Linked DNA regions of Muntiacus reevesi: region 1 is linked to region 2. The links are chromatin contacts, called in public Hi-C maps. All regions are on one chromosome and are shown on one strand. Each heading gives the region's core, a stretch centred on a gene start, on an enhancer-like site or on the middle of the called end of the contact. The rest is flanking DNA. Distances are from core to core; before and after follow the strand shown.

Region 1 (3,849 bases), core at 1,013-3,512, 220 kb before region 2:
TACTAATAATTCAGTTAGTCAACAGATTACTGAGTTCCTCCAGTACCTCACGCTCTAGAACAAGAAAGGCTCTGGCCCTCTCTTCATTCTAGGAGAGACAAAATTTTTACATGTAACACAATAGGCTAAGTATTTCAATAGTATACATAGTTAAATAGTATACATATTTAGTATATATGTATAATAGTATATATGTATAATAGTATACACATTATACATATTACATATACATATTTAAATAGTATACATACATAGACCAAGGGTAAATTTTGTTGCTTTTGTTGTCTTTTTCAAACTTTCAGGTTGGGATAGGAATAGGAGGGGGTGAGGGGTGAAGTCGGGAGGGGGGTGGGAAAGGCTCTCTGAAGTATGTATGTGACTTTTGAGGGGAATTCTAAGAAATGATAGAGTATAATGGGTAAGAGTATAAGACTAGAACAAAGAGGTAAGAACACTTCCATCGGAAGGAATAGCTTATGTCCAGTCTTAAGACAAGAGGAATATTGCACATAGGGAATTCAACAAAAGCCAGTATGGCCAGATCAGAGAGTAACCCGAAAAGTAACTTAAGATAAAGCTGATGACACAGGCAGGAGCCAGATCATTTTTTTAATATGTTACTTAATAGTTTATAAGCACTTCAACATATTTTTTCCCTTTTGTTCCTCAACAGACCTGGGAAGTAATTATTTACTCATCTAAGTAATTATGTCACTCATCTTTAGAATGTCCAGAGGGTTAAGGTCTAAGCTACTCAGTTAAATCACCTCAACTGCATCTACTCATTTCCTGTGCGTCTACACATGATATTATCATCTAAGAAATTTATGTTGAACATACCTTCAAAATAGCACTTTCAAAAAAACCATGAACTATTTGAAACATTTTTTAAAAGCATTAAAAATAATAGCCACATAGCTACTGAAGGAATATATCCTGACACATGCCTTTTAAAACTACGTTTTTACAAGTTTATCTTTCTCCATCAGATTATGAACTCCCTAAAGGTAGGGGCTGTGTGTTACTTAATTGGGTATCTTCAAGATCTAGCACTGAGAACTTAATACTTTAATATAACAGATTGTCCAATACGGGTAGAAACACGGTGGTTCACAGTATGCTAGAGGCCACAAAACCAATAATAAATCACTGAATTAGTTCCAGGATAAAGGAATTTTACCTTTTCCCATTATTGTTTGCAACTTTCAATATTGGAGAGATTTACTCGACACTGAACAACCAATACAACTCTCAGCCCACGCGTTATCAGGCGTTTTTTAATAAAATATTTAAATAACATCATTGAGATATCCGAACAAACAAGCTACTGAAGTCTACTGTGAAACGCTGGAAATATAAATTTCAATTACACAAATTCCATGCCTTAGAGAAACTCAAGGTTCTTTTCTTCAGCATGCACACCTCTCACTCAAGATTTTAAGAAGGGACAATCTCTTTCAGAATTGGTTCAAAGTTTGACTGCTTCCAAATTTAAAGACAAACTCCACCTCAGATTAAACAAGAATTTATTCCAGCTTTAGAAAAGGAATTACTGACAGGGAATAAGAAGCAAGTTGGGTCGTGTGTGTAAATTCGTCTTGAGGGGAGTGGGACAGGAGGATCAGTTTAAAAGGGGGGAATCAGAAACCCAGTTTTGAAGAGAAGGGAATGTAAACTAGCAGGGAAAAGAATCAGATATGTTTACGGGTTTTCCACACAATTTACTACACAGAGTTGTACCCCTTACAGAGCATTTGAAAGCCCTTTACAGGCCCTGGATATCTCGGCTGCAAACACGCTTCAGCGGGCAGCGAGAGCTGCCTCCTCTGCGCCGCCCAGCAGCCACAGGAAAAGTGTGACAGCCCCAGATCCCGGTTGCCTTATAGAGGAAGCTGCCCTTGGCCGTTGGATGGGCGCGGTGGTAGGCCGGTTGGTCAGTCAGTCTACCAACCCAAGCGGTGACGACCACCGCAGACTTCAGTCACAGGCCGAGCCAAGGAAGGGGTGAGCCTCCACCTCCACCTCAGTCAGCTAACTACCTCAGCTATCACCTCAGCTCGGCCGAGCCAGAGCCGAAGAGAGATCGGAGAATCCAGGTCTCCGAGGCCAGCAGGTACTCCCGAGCCGCTTCCTGCGGCTTTCGGTCTCTCCGCGGCCACCCCGCCCTCAGTTACCTTCCCAAGTGACATCGTATAGCTCTGACACCTTCGCCATCTTCTCAGACCCAGATGGCGGCCGGGCGAGGGGGCGGGGAGACTTGGTCACGCGACACGATACCAGGCAGTGGCGAATTACGATACCACTTTTCATTGGCCGAGGGAGCGAAGGGGGCGGGATCCGTTGCGCACGTGCACGCGGCTCTGACTAGGGGCAGTCGGGGAACTGGGCGGGGCGAGCTGGGAGGCGGAGCGAACTGGGAGGCGTGCGGCGCGCTGGGACTGTGAGGACACCCTGGCGGAGCCGCTAGAGTCGGCTTGTCTTGAGGTGTGTGTTTTACCATGACTTAACAAAAGCTGGGTTGTTTTCTTTCTTTCTTTTTTTATGTATGCCATCCCCGGTTTCTCATTTTTTTCTACATGAGTGCTTCATTCTCTACTCACTCCCTAATCAGTACCTTATTCTCTTCATGACCTGCTGCAGTGCAGCATTCAGCTCGAATCTCTCATCTGTGCCCAGCTTTACTCCGTCCGTGAAGGGATTTGCCTCGATTTCTTTTTTAATGTTCGGCAGAACTAATACACTTCAAAAAATGTTCGTTAAATCTGTTTGAGGAACTAAGCAGGGCTCTGTGTTTGCACCTTATGCCTCTGTGGCCGAGGACTTAATGTTCACACGGAAGGGCATCGTGCCAAGCTAAACCCTTAGTTAACGCTGCCCGTGCGTCACTGGTCTGCTTGCCACTCTAGATTTGAAACTCCATAGAAGCAGCCGGTATGTAAATGATTATAAGGAAATATGAATGAATGTACAAATCAAATGAGACCTTCACAGCCCCTCCACTTCGCTCCTCCTCTTTAATCGCATGGGGGAGCCTCCAGACTAATTGCTTTCAGGAAACCTTTGGACCTGGTCTACTAAAGCTAGGGGGAAAAATGTCTGCATTGGAAGCAAAATAATTGAGGGTCGTAAGCGTACATTTGGGCTTCCCTGGCGGCTCAGACCGTAGAGTTTACCTGCAATGCAAGAGACCCGGGTTGCGTCCCTGGGTCAGGAAGATCCCCTGGAGAAGGGAATAGCAACCCACTCTAGTATTCTCGCCTGGAGAAGCCCATGGACAGAGGAGACTGGCGGCGGGCAACAGTCCGTGGGGTCGCAAAGAGTCGGACACGACTAAGTGACTAACACTTAGGACGTAAGCGTATGTTTAGTATTTGAACCAATGAGAACGTAAAAATGTAAAAGGGAAATACGTAAAGAGGAAAGAAGGCTAGAAATCCCTGCATGAAAGATAGTTGAAGGCCAGTGAAGAAGAAACAGTCAAGATATGAGAAAAAAGGAAGACAGAGAGTCCTATCCCATATGCCAAAGGAATAGTTAAAAAAAAAAAAAAAAAAAAAAAAAAAAAAAACCTATCAGTGGCACCTGCTCAAGGGAAGTTGCAAAAAGATAGAAAAGACTACTAAATTTATAAGTTTGGTTTAGAGTCTGAATGAGATTCACTGTCTCCAGACCAGACCTTTAAAAAAGGCTTCATTCAAAAAATTGAGAAATTCCAGGCGCCGTCATTTAGTAGCTGCTTGACTTCCAATGTATGTATTTTTGAATATGAGTTGCTTAGATAGAAAGAGAAGCTACTCATCAACATAAAAAGAAAATATCTATTTGAGTTGTTATCAAGATTAAAAGAGA
Region 2 (4,053 bases), core at 1,110-3,609:
TGGGTAAACAATATGTGGTATGTCTGTGTAAGGGACTATGATTCAGGCCTAAAAAGGAATGAACTACTAATATATGCTACAACTTGGATAAACCTTGAAAACATGGTGCAAAGTGAAAACAGTCAGATCCAAAAAGTCATATATAATAGTATTCCATTCATATGAAAGTCCTGAATTGGAAAATCTTTAGAGATAGAAAGTAGAGTAGTAGACTAGGGTAGAAGGATCAAGAAGAGGAGATGGAAAAGTTTTAGAGAGGTAATCAGGCCAGATGATTTAGGGATTTTTAGGCTATTTAAGGGGCTTCCCCAGTGACTCAGTGGTAAGGAATCTGCTTGCAATGCAGGAGTCTCGAGAGATGTAGGTTTGATCCCTGGGTCGGGAAGATCCCTTGGAGGAGGGCATGGCAAGCACTCCAGTATTCTTGCCTGGAGAATCCCATGGACAGAGAAGCCTGGCAGGCTACAATCCATAGGGCCACAAAGGGTTGGCCTCAACTGAAGCAACTTAGCATGCACAGGCTATTTAAAGACTTACACATTTTTCTCTGAGTGAGATTACAAGGCCTGGAGGATTTTGAGCATAATTTGACTTTTAAAAGTCACTTTGTCAGACTTAAGAGAACAAACTAATGGTTGTCTGCACAAATTTAAAATGGATAACCAACAAGGACCTACTGTACAGCACATGGAACTCTGCTCAATATTATGTGGCAGCCTGGATGGGAGAGAGTCTGGGGGAGAATGGATTCATGTATATATATGGATGAGTTCCTTCACTGGTCACCTGAAACTATCACATTATTAATCGGCTCTACCCCAGTACAAAATAAAAAGTTTATTTTTAAAAAGTCACTCTGGCCACTGCATGGAGTAAAAACCAGAGGATGAAAAGAGGGAAAGCAAGGTGATTAGTGAAGAGGCTATTCTAAAAATCACGATAATAGTGGTTTGGAGTAGGCATTAATCTTGTAGGTGTTGTGAACTGATTGATCAGGACCTGCTTTAAATGTAGAGCCAGAGGATTTGTTGGTGGGGTCAATGTAGAATAAGAGAAAATTCAAGGATGACTCAAATATTTTGTGTCTGAACTGGACAGATGAAGTGGGCATTCACTGAGATGGAGAAGAGTGTAAAAGAAGTAGGTTTTGCCCAGAGAATTACATAGGGAATTTGATTTTGGACACATTAATGTTATATTGAGTTGGCTGTTAACTACTAGTCTTGTTGCGGCTCTAATTAGGGAGTTGTCAATGTGTAGATTGCCTTTTGGTTGGATGACAGCACTTAGGGTAATGGCCTAGAGCATGCTCTAGGAAGAATGAAGAGGTCAAAGACACCAAGGCACTCCAAAATGAAGAGGCCTGAAAGATGACAAGGAACTGGCAAAGGAGACAAGAGTACTTAGAATAAAGCTTACATTCCCTACCTTAATCATCACCTGGCCCTTCTCCATATCTTTAACCTCACTCTCCAGTCACAGAGGCTACTCAGTTTTTGAAAAACACCAAGTCCTTTCCTGTCTCATTGTCTTTGCTGTGCTTCCACCAGGCATGTTTTCACCCAGGCTCTAATTTTGTTCATCTGCCCCTGTTACCACAACTTCGGCTAAATTGTAACCCTGAATTTTCTCTAAACTCCATAATTAAAAAGCCCCAATCTGGCATCGCCTCACTCCATGACCCACACACACACCAAGTTATGGCTCTTACTATAATCTTAAATTATTTCACTTGTAGTTTTTGTCTAGAAACCCATCCTACCTTAATTTAACAAATGCTTATGAAATGATTACTATACACCAAATATAAATTCAGCTGTTCCTCCTTGTGTGTGATTTTCTGGAGAGCAGGAGCCTCAGTATCTTGTCCTCCACCGCACCTCCAATACAAACGACATTGTCTCAGCCAATCAATTCTTGAGTTTTCAGTATTTGTTAATGGAACTGATCGCAACGGTGGCTCAGCCATAAGGGATCAGCCAGCAATGCCGAGACTTGTAGGAGACGCGGGTTCCATCCCTGGGTTGGAAAGATACCCTGGAGTAGGAAATGGCAACCCACTACAGTATTCTTGCCTGGGAAATCCCATGGACCGAGGAGCCTGGTGGTCTGCAGTCCATGGGGTCGCAAGAGTCGGACAGGACTCAGGGATTAAACAACAACTTCAAGACATCTATTGGTCTTGAAGAAATTTCGCCTGACACTCCACCCAGCCCCACAGTGGCCGGGAGGGAGGGAGGAACTAGGGAGGGAGGATCACACGCATGCGCTATTGTTCTCTGAGCGCTCGAGTTTGAACCCCGCCCCTTTCTTTGACTGGTTTAGCCACTGCACTTGCGCAGTTCGGGACTGTTTGTTCCTTTGTCGGCGCTATCAATAAAGTTTTAGCGAGCGCACACTTTCCTTTTCCTTGGCAAGATGGCGGAGTACGACTTGACCACTCGCATCGCGCACTTTTTAGATCGGCATTTAGTCTTTCCGTTGCTTGAGTTTCTCTCCGTAAAAGAGGTAAGGGGTTTTCTGAGCGCGCGGAAGGTGTGGGGAGTGTGTGAGATGCGAGGTTAGGCCAAAAAGCAGTGGCGGTAGCCTTAGGCCTGACACGTGTGAGGCGGCCGCGAGTCTGGTCTTGAGACGGGCTGTAAGGACCTGCTAGTAGCTTAGCGTCAACCCTGTTGATTAGCTACGCGGAATTGTGCCGTGAGCTGGGTTAAGGTGACAACACGCAACTCGGGCGAAAGGGAGTGATTTCCTCTTCACTTCTTGAGGTGCCGGTGCCTTAGGGACTTCCGCGTCATTCCTCTCGGAAGTTGACGATTGGCAGGCTCTGCCGTAGTAATGCTTGACTAGCTGGCGTCTAAAAGCAAAAAATTAATTTTTTTTTTCCCGGGCACTGTAGGAAAGGTGGCTTTGGCTCTGTGCTATTCCGTGCCGGTTGGTTTGGAATGATTTTCTTACGCTTATATATCTAGTCCCTTGGTTTCCGTAAAGTTATGAGTCCTTTGCGAGGAGTTTAGTGTTTCTGTAGATAGCCACTTCCTAGAAGCGTCGCATGTTTTGTTCGATGGGAAGGGGGACCCCAAAAATAATAAACGAGCAATTTTTATTTTGAAAGTTGGTTTTCCACGTATAGATGTACGGACTTGGAGTCATGGAATTGGTCGCTAATGTTCATTTAGCTATTCAAGATACCTTGAAAAAGTATTTGGTTCTGGACCTCATTTAAAAACATGTCTCAGCCCTAAAAGTTTCGAAATCTTAGTTGCATATTCGTTTATTGGGAAATTGGTGCATTTTAGTAGTTATATTAAAGCGATACTGCTGTGAGGAAAGAATTAGAATATTGACCAGAAAAAATAGACGCATTCTGTTTCCAGAAGCAGTTTAAAACTCGAGTCAACTTAGGGCACACTAGATTTGGGAAGTAGATTTTGTGTGTTCGAACAACAAAAAAATTTAAAAGCCCTACAAATAAACATTAAATTGTTATGATAAGTTTTCAGATTTTCCCATGGTGCTTTGGACAGGTATAACCCTCAAATTCGTATTAACCTATTCTAAAAACCTACAGACAAATTTATAGTTGTTGAAATTAGAGAACAGCCAAGTTTATTTTTAATAACTGCTCAAGAATGTCTTGCCATATAAAACTTTGTTCTGTCTTGATTTTTCTTTTATAGGATGTACTTAATCTATATTATAGAGCTTGAATAAAGCAGTTTAGTTTGCCTTCTGTTTCTTTTTTGGGTAATTGAGGAAAATTCACCAAAGATCAACGAATAGAAAAATATTTTCTCTGCTTCTAAACTAGCCAGACTTCTTGTTTAATGTACTTTACACTTTGGTTTTTCAAGGCAGACAGATGAAAGGGAGGAATACATAAGTGTAAATAAGTTTTTCATTGGGCAAGACCAAAACTGAACAGAGCTGAGAATCAGTGGGAAATAACAGCTCAAAACATGTTTTCTTGGAGAGAATATTGGTAAGATGGCTGTAATACTTCGAGAGGCAAAAGATGCTGGAATATTTATCTATCGGCCGTTAAGTATAGGATTA

Evidence for each region. A called contact is a pair of places that touch in the nucleus more often than the background predicts.
Region 1: a Hi-C map of muscle shows a contact between it and region 2, with 4 times the contacts expected there. The contact joins the promoter of EMC2 here to the promoter of EIF3E in region 2. A contact is called at or near these places in 2 of 3 Hi-C or Micro-C datasets (blood and muscle).

Annotation. Positions count from the first base shown.
Region 1 is chr12:24,456,050-24,459,898 of mMunRee1.1, reverse strand. EMC2 (ER membrane protein complex subunit 2) reads right to left here and starts at 2,262. Exons shown (of 11, transcript XM_065902957.1): 1 at 2,175-2,262. The coding sequence starts at 2,214.
Region 2 is chr12:24,232,194-24,236,246 of mMunRee1.1, reverse strand. It overlaps EIF3E (eukaryotic translation initiation factor 3 subunit E), which reads left to right and starts at 2,359. Exons shown (of 13, transcript XM_065902709.1): 1 at 2,359-2,508. The coding sequence starts at 2,419.